Linked DNA regions of Mus musculus: region 1 is linked to region 2. A link is a contact called in public Hi-C data. All regions are on one chromosome and are shown on one strand. Each heading gives the region's core, a stretch centred on a gene start, on an enhancer-like site or on the middle of the called end of the contact. The rest is flanking DNA. Distances are from core to core; before and after follow the strand shown.

The links. A called contact is a pair of places that touch in the nucleus more often than the background predicts.
Region 1: a contact with region 2 is called in a Hi-C map of CD8 T cells, with 2.9 times the contacts expected there. The contact joins the promoter of Carmil1 here to the enhancer-like site in region 2. A contact is called at or near these places in 4 of 39 promoter capture datasets (the 3T3-L1 cell line, hematopoietic stem and progenitor cells and hippocampal neurons), 2 of 484 Hi-C or Micro-C datasets (CD8 T cells and Sertoli cells), 8 of 115 datasets of contacts at active chromatin or transcription factors (double positive thymocytes, embryonic stem cells, forebrain and 2 more) and 3 of 9 other capture datasets (adipose tissue, liver and pancreatic islet).

Annotation. Positions count from the first base shown.
Region 1 is chr13:24,278,916-24,284,103 of GRCm38.p6, forward strand. It overlaps Carmil1 (capping protein regulator and myosin 1 linker 1), which reads right to left and starts at 1,875. Exons shown (of 38, transcript NM_026825.3): 1 at 1,646-1,875. The coding sequence starts at 1,685.
Region 2 is chr13:24,229,559-24,234,516 of GRCm38.p6, forward strand. All of the region lies in intron 2 of Carmil1 (capping protein regulator and myosin 1 linker 1), which reads right to left. Among named protein-coding and RNA genes, the nearest start is that of Carmil1, 49 kb to the right of the region's middle. Within about 2 kb of position 1,668, at least 44 of the 459 cell types and tissues checked have an H3K27ac peak or open chromatin away from gene starts, as enhancers often do. A contact at or near this core is called in CD8 T cells, where this site is marked.

The sequences.
Region 1 (5,188 bases), core at 625-3,124, 50 kb after region 2:
AGGCCTAGGAAAATGCTATTAGACAAACCACAGAAGGGCAATGAAGAGAATACACCAAATGGTTAGCTGGAGAAGGGTCCTTCGAGCCACCATCCTTCCAAAATCACCAATATACAATACTGACTCAACACAAAAGTTCCTTTCAAAAGAGGGGTCAAATTCACCTTTTAAACATACTTAAGTACTGAGAACCGCTGATAAACAGCAGCATCTTTTTATTTCACCGTTTACACTTTATCTGGAGTCCAAATCACCTAAACTTCAGGTCCCAGGACAATGCTACATGATTTTCTAGAAATCTGCCACCCTTGGAGGCATCTTTGGAGCCTCCAGCGTTAGTTTCGTGTTCAGGCAGGGTGTTGGAAACACCCAGAACCGGATGGGCCACTCGATAATGTCTCAGAAAGAGTCTCGAAATTGAGGAGACAAAGTAGGGGGTGTGCACAAATACCTTACTTCGTGTGTGTGTGTGTGTGTGTGTGTGTGTGTGTTGGCATGTTTTCAGTTCAACAAAGGCAGAGTTCCATACAAAACGGGCAACAGCTTCTTCCCGCCAAGTTTTACCTGCAGAGTGAGCAGCTTTGCGGGGGCACACCATGCCCTCTCAAGTATCAATGCTGGGTGGACAGCAGAGGGGCAAATTCCAGACTATGGTGAATCGGTGAGAACGTTCCCTCCTTGTCAGCGCCCAGGGAATCCAGGGAACATCAAGTGTGTGCCCAGTATTCCTCAGGGAATACCAGTCACTGGAGCTCAAAGTACGTCCATAAAGTCATATTCACCTTAGTGCAAGTCAACGCACTCCACACGAGCATAAGCGCTGGTTTCCAGCGCTCCTAGCCCATTTGTCTTCTGCCATTTAACCTTTCCAGATAAAGCTAAGCTCCAGGACTTAAATTCCAAGCAATGCTCTCTCTGCCCTCTGCTCCAAAAGAAGACACCCCCTCCCCCAATAAGGGCCTCAAGCAAACCAGTCACCTGGCACAGGGTAACACACGTGTTCCCAAAGAGACTGAAGGTGGTCGGCAGGTTAATCATTATTAAAATGAGGCGTTTATCATTAACCCTCCATTTCCTGGACTGAGAAGGCATCGGCCGGGTAACCCTCTAGCTTCCAACTCAATCCTCAAAGCCACGCCTTGTCAGGCTGGGTCCTGACGCTGGACGGGCGCCTCCATCCCTGAGGCCGTCAGTAAGAGGGGCAGCCCCAAACGGGAATTTCCTGGAGGGTGCCTGACATGAGCCCGAGGGAACCTACAGTCGCCAGGCATCCTCCTTGCTAGGCTTTACCAGACTTTCCAGAGTTTGGGACCAGGGAGTTGGCCACTGGAAGGGACGCCCCTCCAGCTCCATCTTCCGCCAACCTGACTCACCTGGTGGGGCTGAGCAGGGAGATCTGCGTGGAGTCCCCCAGGGCTCCAGATTCCTCTCCACTCCTTCTTCTCTCTCTGCACCCAGTTCCTGCGGCCATCGGGCCAGCAAACTTCTAGCCTCTCCCCCCACCCCGCCCCCTCCCCCGGCGACCCTGCCCCACGCCACTTGCGCAGGAGAGCGCGGAGACTGCGAGAGGACGGAGATGGGAAGGGAGGCGGAAAGGAGGTGTGCGCAGAGAAAGATGGCCAGTCGGCCCCCGCGCCAAGCTTACCCATTAACTCCCGGGGGACATCGGAGCTCTCGTCGGTCATGGTTGCCCCACTGGGCGCGGGGAGATCCCGGGTCCCACTCTCTGACTCTCGGCCCCGCGCCCTTCTTCAGACCCTTTAATGTTTCCGCGAGGAAGCCGCAGCTTGCAAGGAAAGAGTGGGCCGGCCGGAGCAGCGGGGCGTTGATCCAAGGTTGCCGCGCGCCCGCAGTACCAAAAAAAAAAAAAAAAAAAAAAAAAAAAAATCCTAAGAGTTGAAAATCCGAGCTGGCTCTGCGGCCGTCGCTACATGCCTCCCTCTCGGCTCGCTGCTTCAGGGGCCGAACGCAAGGCGGCTGCAACACCGGCTTCTTCCCGGGCGGGCGCCGCGCAGCCCGGCCTCTGCGCCGCACCTTGGGCGTAGGTGAAGCGGAAGGCGAGGGTTGGGCCGCCTGGCTGGTCTCGGCCTCCTGCGGGCTGGGCTGGGCAGGGGCGGGCCGGCTCTGCTCTCCTCCTTCCCCTTCTCCCGCTCCTCCTCCTCTCCTTCACCCTCTCCTGCTCCTCCTCCTGGTCCCCCTGCGTCTCCTCCCCGCCTCGCGAGAGCGGCCTCCGCACGGGTCCCCGGCCGGCCTCCGGGCCTGGGCGCACGGTGCCCGGCGCGGGGCACAGCCCGGGGACCGACGCGGTGCTTGGCTGCGGTGGCTGCTGCCTTGACTGCTGCGGCGGCGCCGGGCTCGGCGCCCCTCCTCGCAGCCTCGCTTCGGTGCAGCAGACGCTTGCGTCTGGAGAGGGATAGACCGTGCAGTTGAGAGAGCCCGAGAGCCATCTGCTGGCTGCCAGCGTGGAGGGCCCGGGCTGCGCGAGGGTTTATCCCCCAAATCCAGGCAGGCCAATGGACCCTGAGGCTCAGAGCTGCAGAGCCCCCAGCGCGGAAGCTAGTGCTTTCTGAGATCCTTTCGTGCACTTCTGGATCTCGGGCCCCGCTGAGCCTTGTGTCTTCGCACCCTCATTGTTAATTCCCCATCTATGTTGATTAAGAGCTACATGCAATCAATAGACAACCGTAAGATGGCAAGACAGGGGCCCCTTTGGAAAATGCCTTTTAATGGCGACCCAGTCTCCTTAAGCTTGGGGCAAATCGGAGGACCAGACATGGTTGCCAAAAGCTGGAATATTCCTGCTGCTAAATCTGATTCAATTTTACCCAACCCATCCAACCTTCCCAGAGGAAAGATCTCAGGTTCTGGAGTACTTATGTGCACTTCCATCACCCAAAGAGAATGTCCCTGACTGACCAATCAGGTTCCTGCTTTAAAGGGTTGAAAAGAGGGAGAGGGGAAAAGAGGGGGAAACACTGGCCTCTGGCAGCTTAGGTTCTGTTATTGTAGTTGTATTGGTTGGTGGATGGGTGGGTGGGTTAGTTTTTGAGACAGGGTCTCAATATGTAACCCAGGTTGGCCTGGAACTTGCTAACTAGACCAAGCTTGTCATGTCTACAAAGCAAAGATCTGTCTCCCTCTGCCTTTCAGAGTGCCGGTGTCACAGGGAAACATCTGACTGTTAAGTCTACTATTGGTGGTTTGATTTTTTTTTTCCTTTTTTTTTTTTTTTTTTTTTTAAGTGTCTCACTGGTAGGCTAGGCCACAGTTCTCCTGCCTCGGCCTCCAGGTGCCAGGATCCTGGCATGTGCTATTAGGCTGAGTTGGTAGTCTGGTTTTGAAGACTGCTATGGACCTTGCTTTTCTAAGAACAATGTTTAGTTTCCTCTAGAGTACTGCTGGTTGAGCTCTTTCCTTGGGAAGACTGTAAACAGACACCCTCCTTGCAGGGCTCCAACCACAGAGTTCCGTTTCATCAAAGTCCATCTTGGAGAACCAATGTGGTTACTGGACTTACACAGAACACGGGTGAGGGGTTACTTACTGGAGTGTGGGTGACCCTAAAGCAGTCATGTACCCTTACATGGATGAAGATTTCCTCACAGCTCTACAAATGGAGCCCCACTTTTAACTGGGAGTCCACATTTTATATACACAGCCACAGGCAGTTAGGGCCAAATCACATACCACTGGCTCCGAGTGTAGAAGAGAGCAGCTGGAATCTCACGTAAGGTACTATTGGCTCCCCCATCCCTTCCTTCAACAGTCAAGAGATTTCTTACAAGTATTCTAATGAAAACGGTGCTTGTAGTGCTGGAACCATACCTTCTACAGCAGATAATCTGATGATGGCTTCCCCTTCCCACCTGGTTCACCCCACTCCATCCCTGAATCAGACAGCGAGACTCCATTCTTTTAAATGTACTATTACTGTATGTGCACATAATGGGCCAGTTGGGGGTTTGTGGGGGTCACAGGACAACTTGTGGATTCAGTTTGATCCCTCTGTGGGTTCATCCCAGAGATCAAACTCGGCTTTCTGACAACGGCCTTTACCAGTTGAGCCTTCTCCCAGTCCCCCAGACTCTACTCTCTCCAAGACTCTCTTCAGGTATCTGCTTCTTACTGTTTACAAACCTATCATTTGTGTACCTTCTTCATAAAATTTCTTCAGGGCTTTTCAGATCTCTGAGATTCCTAAGACTGAAACACAACACACTTAAAAGCTCAAACATACGAGGGCCTCCCTTTATTCTTGTGTCTTTGTCCAGTTTTACCATTTAACCCTTGAATCCTGGATTGGGGTAGGGGAAGGGAGAGTTGGTGGTTTCCTAACTAAACAGTAGGCACTTTGAAGGCAGGAAATGTAGAAAACATCTGTGTGCTGTTGGAGATTGAACCCAGGGCCTCTTGCACACTGCCGGAGGAGCCTCTGCCTCAATGACCTGGATAAGGCAGATGTCCAATAAACACCAGTGAGCGTGAGCTTTCTACCTCAGACCTTTAACTCAGTTAATAACATTGGCAATTTGTTTAAATTACATATTCCCTCAATATATCCTACCTGAAGAAGGTGGAAATTACCACTCCAAACAGCCTTTCAAATACCTGTGGCTTAACAGGCTCTTTTCAGGGACATACTAGTGAAGTTTCAAAAATAGCCCTGAAGGCTCCACACAGTAGGGAACTTGTGAATATAAGAACAAAGATCGTTGTCTCTTTGGCCTGAGAGGTACAAGGGGACTGGAAGGTTGAGTGCCAACCCTGCATTCCAGCACTCAATTTTTGTGTTTAATAATTTTTTTAAGATTTCTTTTTAAGCTTTATTTTCTGTGTATGTGTGTGTGTCTCTGTGTGTGTGTCTGTGTGTGTGTGTGTGTGTGTGTGTGTGTGTGTGTTAGTGCACCAGTTGTATGCAATGCCTGAAGAGGCCACAAGAAGGTGTAAGACACCCAGCCGCTGGTGCTGGATTTCTGGAGGGTTGTAAGCCTTCATGTAGATGTAGTCTATGAACTATAGTACTATATAAGAGTATCTATCTAGTGTTCCTAACTGATAAGTCACTCCCCCACCCTTTTGGTACTTTGAGACAAGGTGTTACTGACAGCCCAACCTGGTCTCAAACTTACTTTGTAGCCAAGGGTGACCTTGAACTCTCAATCCTCCCTGTCTACTTCATGAATACTGA
Region 2 (4,958 bases), core at 418-2,917:
ATGCTTAGGCAATAGGTCGCTGGCCACTCAGCTCTTGCATCCCACGAGGCCAGACTCATTGCACGGGATAGAGTGAGTGTGCTTCAGCAGCCCGAGAGAGTTGCACGGCTAAGCACTGCAGTAGAAGGGCTCTGCGGCATATATGAGCCTATTCTAGGGAGACATGTCATCTTTCAAGAAGGTTGAGTGTCCAAGTGTCCTTCTCTCCAGGCAAAACGACACGGGAGCAGGTCAGGGTTGCTCTGGGTAAAAGCCTGTGAGCCTAAGAGCTAATCCTGTACATGGCTCCTTTACCTGCACACTGGGGATTTGACCTCTATCTCCACTCTCATTAATATGGGTGGCCTATTGCTCTTATTAAAAGGAAAGGGGGAGATGTTGGGAGCCGCCCCCACATTTGCCGTCACAAGATGGCGCTGACATCCTGTGTTCTAAGTGGTAAACAAATAATCTGCGCATGTGCCAAAGGTATTTTACCACTACATGTACTCTGCCTTTACTCGGCCATGGGCTGCAGCCAATCAGGGAGTGATGCGTCCTAGGCGAAGGATAATTCTCCTTAAAGGGAACGGGGTTTCCGCCATTCTCTCTCTTGCTCTGCGCTCTGGCGCTCTGGCGCGCTGGCGCTCTGGCTCCTAAAGATGTAAGCGGGGGGCTTTCGTTTTTGGGGCTGGGGGCTTGCGCTCCTGCTCCTGAAGATGTAAGCAATAAAGTTTTGCCGCGGAAGATTCTGGTTTGTTGTGTTCTTCCTGGCCGGTCGTGAGAACGCGTTTAAGATAGGGCCAGTGCAACATGTCCATCCCATCCCATGACACAGGTACTAGATGGTCATCGGGAGTCACTGTGGCCCTGTCCCAAAGTGTGTTACCACGCCTTTGGAGGCAGGTGAGACAATTGTACCCTTCACTGGTCTGCTGTGTTCAACAGTTGATACACAGGTTTCCAGCATGGTTGTGTCATGCCTGCGTGCATCTGTGGTCCTGTTCTACATTGTGATGTTCATTGGTGAGGCCTATTACTCACATGGGTAAGTTACTTCTGTCTGTGCCTTGTGGTTCACAATGAAGCTGTTCATTTATGCAAACGACACTCACACTCATCCTGTGTCCTAGCTTGCTTTCTATTGCTATGACAGTGATCATGACCAAGGGCAACCTGAGGGCAAGAGCGGTAATCTGGCTTGCCCATCCTATTTATAGTTCATCAATGATGGAAATCTAGGCAGGAACTCAACAGGGCAGGAACATGGAGGTGGGAACTGAAACAGAAACCAAGGAGGAAGGAAGCACACTTGCTCCACATGGTTTGCTCAGCTTGTTTTCTTCTTCTACCTGGGAACCACCTGCCCACAGGCAGCCCCACCACAGGAGGGTGGGCCCTCCCACATCAATCATTAATCAAGAAAATGCCCCACGGGTCTGCCTATGGACTAATCTGATAGAAGCATTTTCTCAATTAAGTTTGCCTCTTCTCAGATGTCCTGAGCTTGTGTTGAGATATCACACACACACACACACACACACACACGAACAACAACAACAAAAACCACCTAGCACAACTCAAAATACAGCTTCCTGGGCAAGGCACAGCCCAGAGCATGTTCCACAGAGCATGGAGTAGCTCAGAGAAGGGCACAGCAATGATTCAAGAGAGAGACTGGGAAGGACCTGAAAGCTTTGGTGTGGTTTTCTCAGAGAAGTGGTGTGGGTAACAGAGGGAGAGCAGGGAAGTAGTGGGCAGGCTGAGAAGCAGATACAGGCCAGACTGAGGTAGTAGAAGTGGCAAAGAGCAATGATGGTGGTAAAACAGACTACAGAGCCAGCCAGGCGTGAGAGACTGAACTTCTAGTTTCCAGTGAGTCTAGTGATGCTGGTGTTAAAGGACACAGCGATGCAGAAAGCAGAGTCACCCAGAAAACAAGGGGATGCACATGGCAGGCCACACCTCACAGGAAGGCAGACAGCTCATAGGATCTACAGGGATTGGCTGTTCACAATGCATCCAGAAACCCACTGTGGGACCTCTTCATGCACAAATCATCCCGAATGTAACTTCTTACCTGGGATGTACCAGAACCAGGAAAAATATCCTATCCTATTTCTCTTCTCTCTTAGTTGATTTTAAACAATTATAACATTCAAGCCCAGCTTAAGAAAAATCTAGGAGATGAAAAATAACATGACCACGTCCTCCGGAATCACATCGTTTTAACAACCGGGGCACCAGAATGAAAATTGCTTCATGCTGTTTTCCAGAATGAAGACTTTTCAGAAATCTTGGTTTATTTTTCTATTGTACACATCCTTATTTCAAGCCACTGTTATTTACACACTTGCATGGAAGTCAAATCAACAGATTGGCATGCTTTCAGGACTTCTGTGAATTAATTGTCCATCTGCAGGGAGGGGAGGGGAGGCTATCCCAGGCAGAAGCCCAAGCTGCAATACAAATGGAGTGAAACCCTCACAAGCAGGCCAGGGGCAAACACCTACAATCCCAGCACTTGGGAGCCAGAGGTAAGATTCATGGCCAGCCGGCCATCCTGCCATAAAGGTAGAGGCCACACTGAGCTGCAAGAGACCCTGCATCAAACAGCAAAAGAGGGGGAGAATGAAGAGGAGGAGGGAGTTGGAAGGATGGGAGGGAGGCAGTCTGGCGACTAAGGAAAGCAGCAGGTAATCAGCCAGGAGAAAAAGCACAGAGAACAGGAGATCTATACGCTGCATTTCCCTGTCTGTGGAGGAGCGACTGGTAAGTAGGCTGAGAAACCAGAAGCCACAATAGAAAAAAAAGCAATTCATCCATCGCACAATCCAAGCCAGGAGAAGAGACAGCAAGCCGTTCACAGTCACACAACCCTCTCTGACCCGCACTTTGGTGTGAGGGCTCTAGCTATGTTTTTGAGGCCAGCCTTCAGGAATCAAGCAATGCTCCAGCCTCCGCCTCCAGCACAGCAATTGACACTGTGAATTTGTATGAGGATAGGAACAACCAGGTTTCTCTGGGGCAGCAGAATCCCCATGAGCAGGGAGTATCAGTGGTTACGAGCTCCCATCAACACCACCAGTAGCAACATCGTCTTCCAGCAGCAGTTTACACTGGTCCCATGCAAAGCTCCCTGCACACACACACACACACACACACACACACACACCTACCTCATGGAAACACACCAAAGCACTCCACTATCAAATAACTTCAGGAAACCCTGCACATCAACCTTCCTTGCACAGCAGGAAGCACACCCGATATACAATGTTCAATGTTCAGCCATCAGGAAACTCTTCTTTAAAGTTGCTAACCAAGGTTTTACTTATCTAACATAATGCTGCCCTGGCTTCCCAAGGGATGCAGTGTAGCCCACATCAGAGAAGCACAAAGCTCTCCGGTTTCTGCATTCCTGGGCAAGCCTCTTCTCACTACTCCTTGGGGGCTTCCGTCATACCGCAGAAAACAGATGTGTACCATCTCCCCAGTGCTGTCTTTCCAAAGACCCAGGGAAGGAGACCTGCTTGGGTCACATGGACAACTGTAGCCTGAAAACTAGGGCTATGGAATCATGGACACAAAATCGCAGTGCCGTCTCTGCATCTGAGGAAGCCAAAACCACACAAGGATCCTGTGGTCTCAGCAGTCAAGACAAGTTCCCTTCAAAAGTGTGTGGAGTCCGTGCACATGCATGCGAGGTATGTGCATACACAGCTACTCATGAAAGCTACAGATCTGGAAGGTGGGAAGGGATCTGTACCCCGAGCTCCAGAGTATTAAGTGACATCTATGCCTGAGTGATATCTATTTCCCACTTAAAAGTCTCAGATGCTTAGCTTTCTTCCTCCTCCCCGAATCTGTTCCTCTCTCCATCTCAACACAAGTCATAATCACATATGATCGAAAACTGAGAATCGCTGGGCTTGGCGGACGGCAGTTGTCATCACAGCACTTGTGAGGCAGAGCTAGAGGACCATCCTGAGCTCTAGTCCAGCCCAGACTATACAGTGAAGCCCTCTCAAATACCCTGAGAGTCATCCATCCCTGTGTCTCTTTCTCTCTTTCCCCACTTCCGAGCTGCAGAACCACCATTAACAGAAAGATTACATTCAGAACCCTGCTAACCTGCAGCATCCTCACCAACCTCCTCCCACTCACAGCACTCCACCCATACAGCACTGGCATCCTTTGTCCAAGGCCTGTTTTGTAGAAACTCCAGTGTATGGAAAACTAGACACAAAAGCAGAAGGTATCAAAGAGAAGTGGCAGATGTGGCATCAGGACTGCTCACTGTGGTAGAAGGTACCACAAGACCAGAGAGGAGGAATGTTCAGAATCACACAGGGGACAATAAGAGACTGATGCAAAGAAGCACGCCTTGAGAGATAGCAAGGCATGAGGATCCAAACACCCCAAGACAGAACAAAGGGAACTACATGTTAAGGTAGACAGACATTAGACGGCCATTAGCCAAGATGTACCAGATTTCTCAAATAACATTAACAAAGTAGGAAAGCTTTGTAAGTCCATGACAGAACATTTTCTTGGTGTATAGATAGACCCAAGTTGAATCTCCATCATGAAAAATAAACACAAGCTATTAAGAACCCAACATTAAGAAGAAATAGTCTGGGCGTGGCATAAAACACTTGGCCTCAACTTGATTTCCCTCTCCTCTCCTCTCCTCTCCTCTCCTTTCCTCTCCTCTCCTCTCCTCTCCTCTCCCTCTGCACTGAGCTGACAGATGAACATCACTGAGTGTATCTTTTTACTTGGATGCCTAGGATCCAATCCTAGGTCTCCATGCTTACACGGCGAGCACTTCATTCACTGAGCCATTTTCCCAGTCCCTTGGCTGTGTACCCTAAGAATTCTGTCTATTCCATAGGATTTAGAAGTCATGCCAAAGTCACCCAGCAAACAAAATGGTAGCTATGTCCTAGATGGCTATACAGGTCAAGCTGGATTCC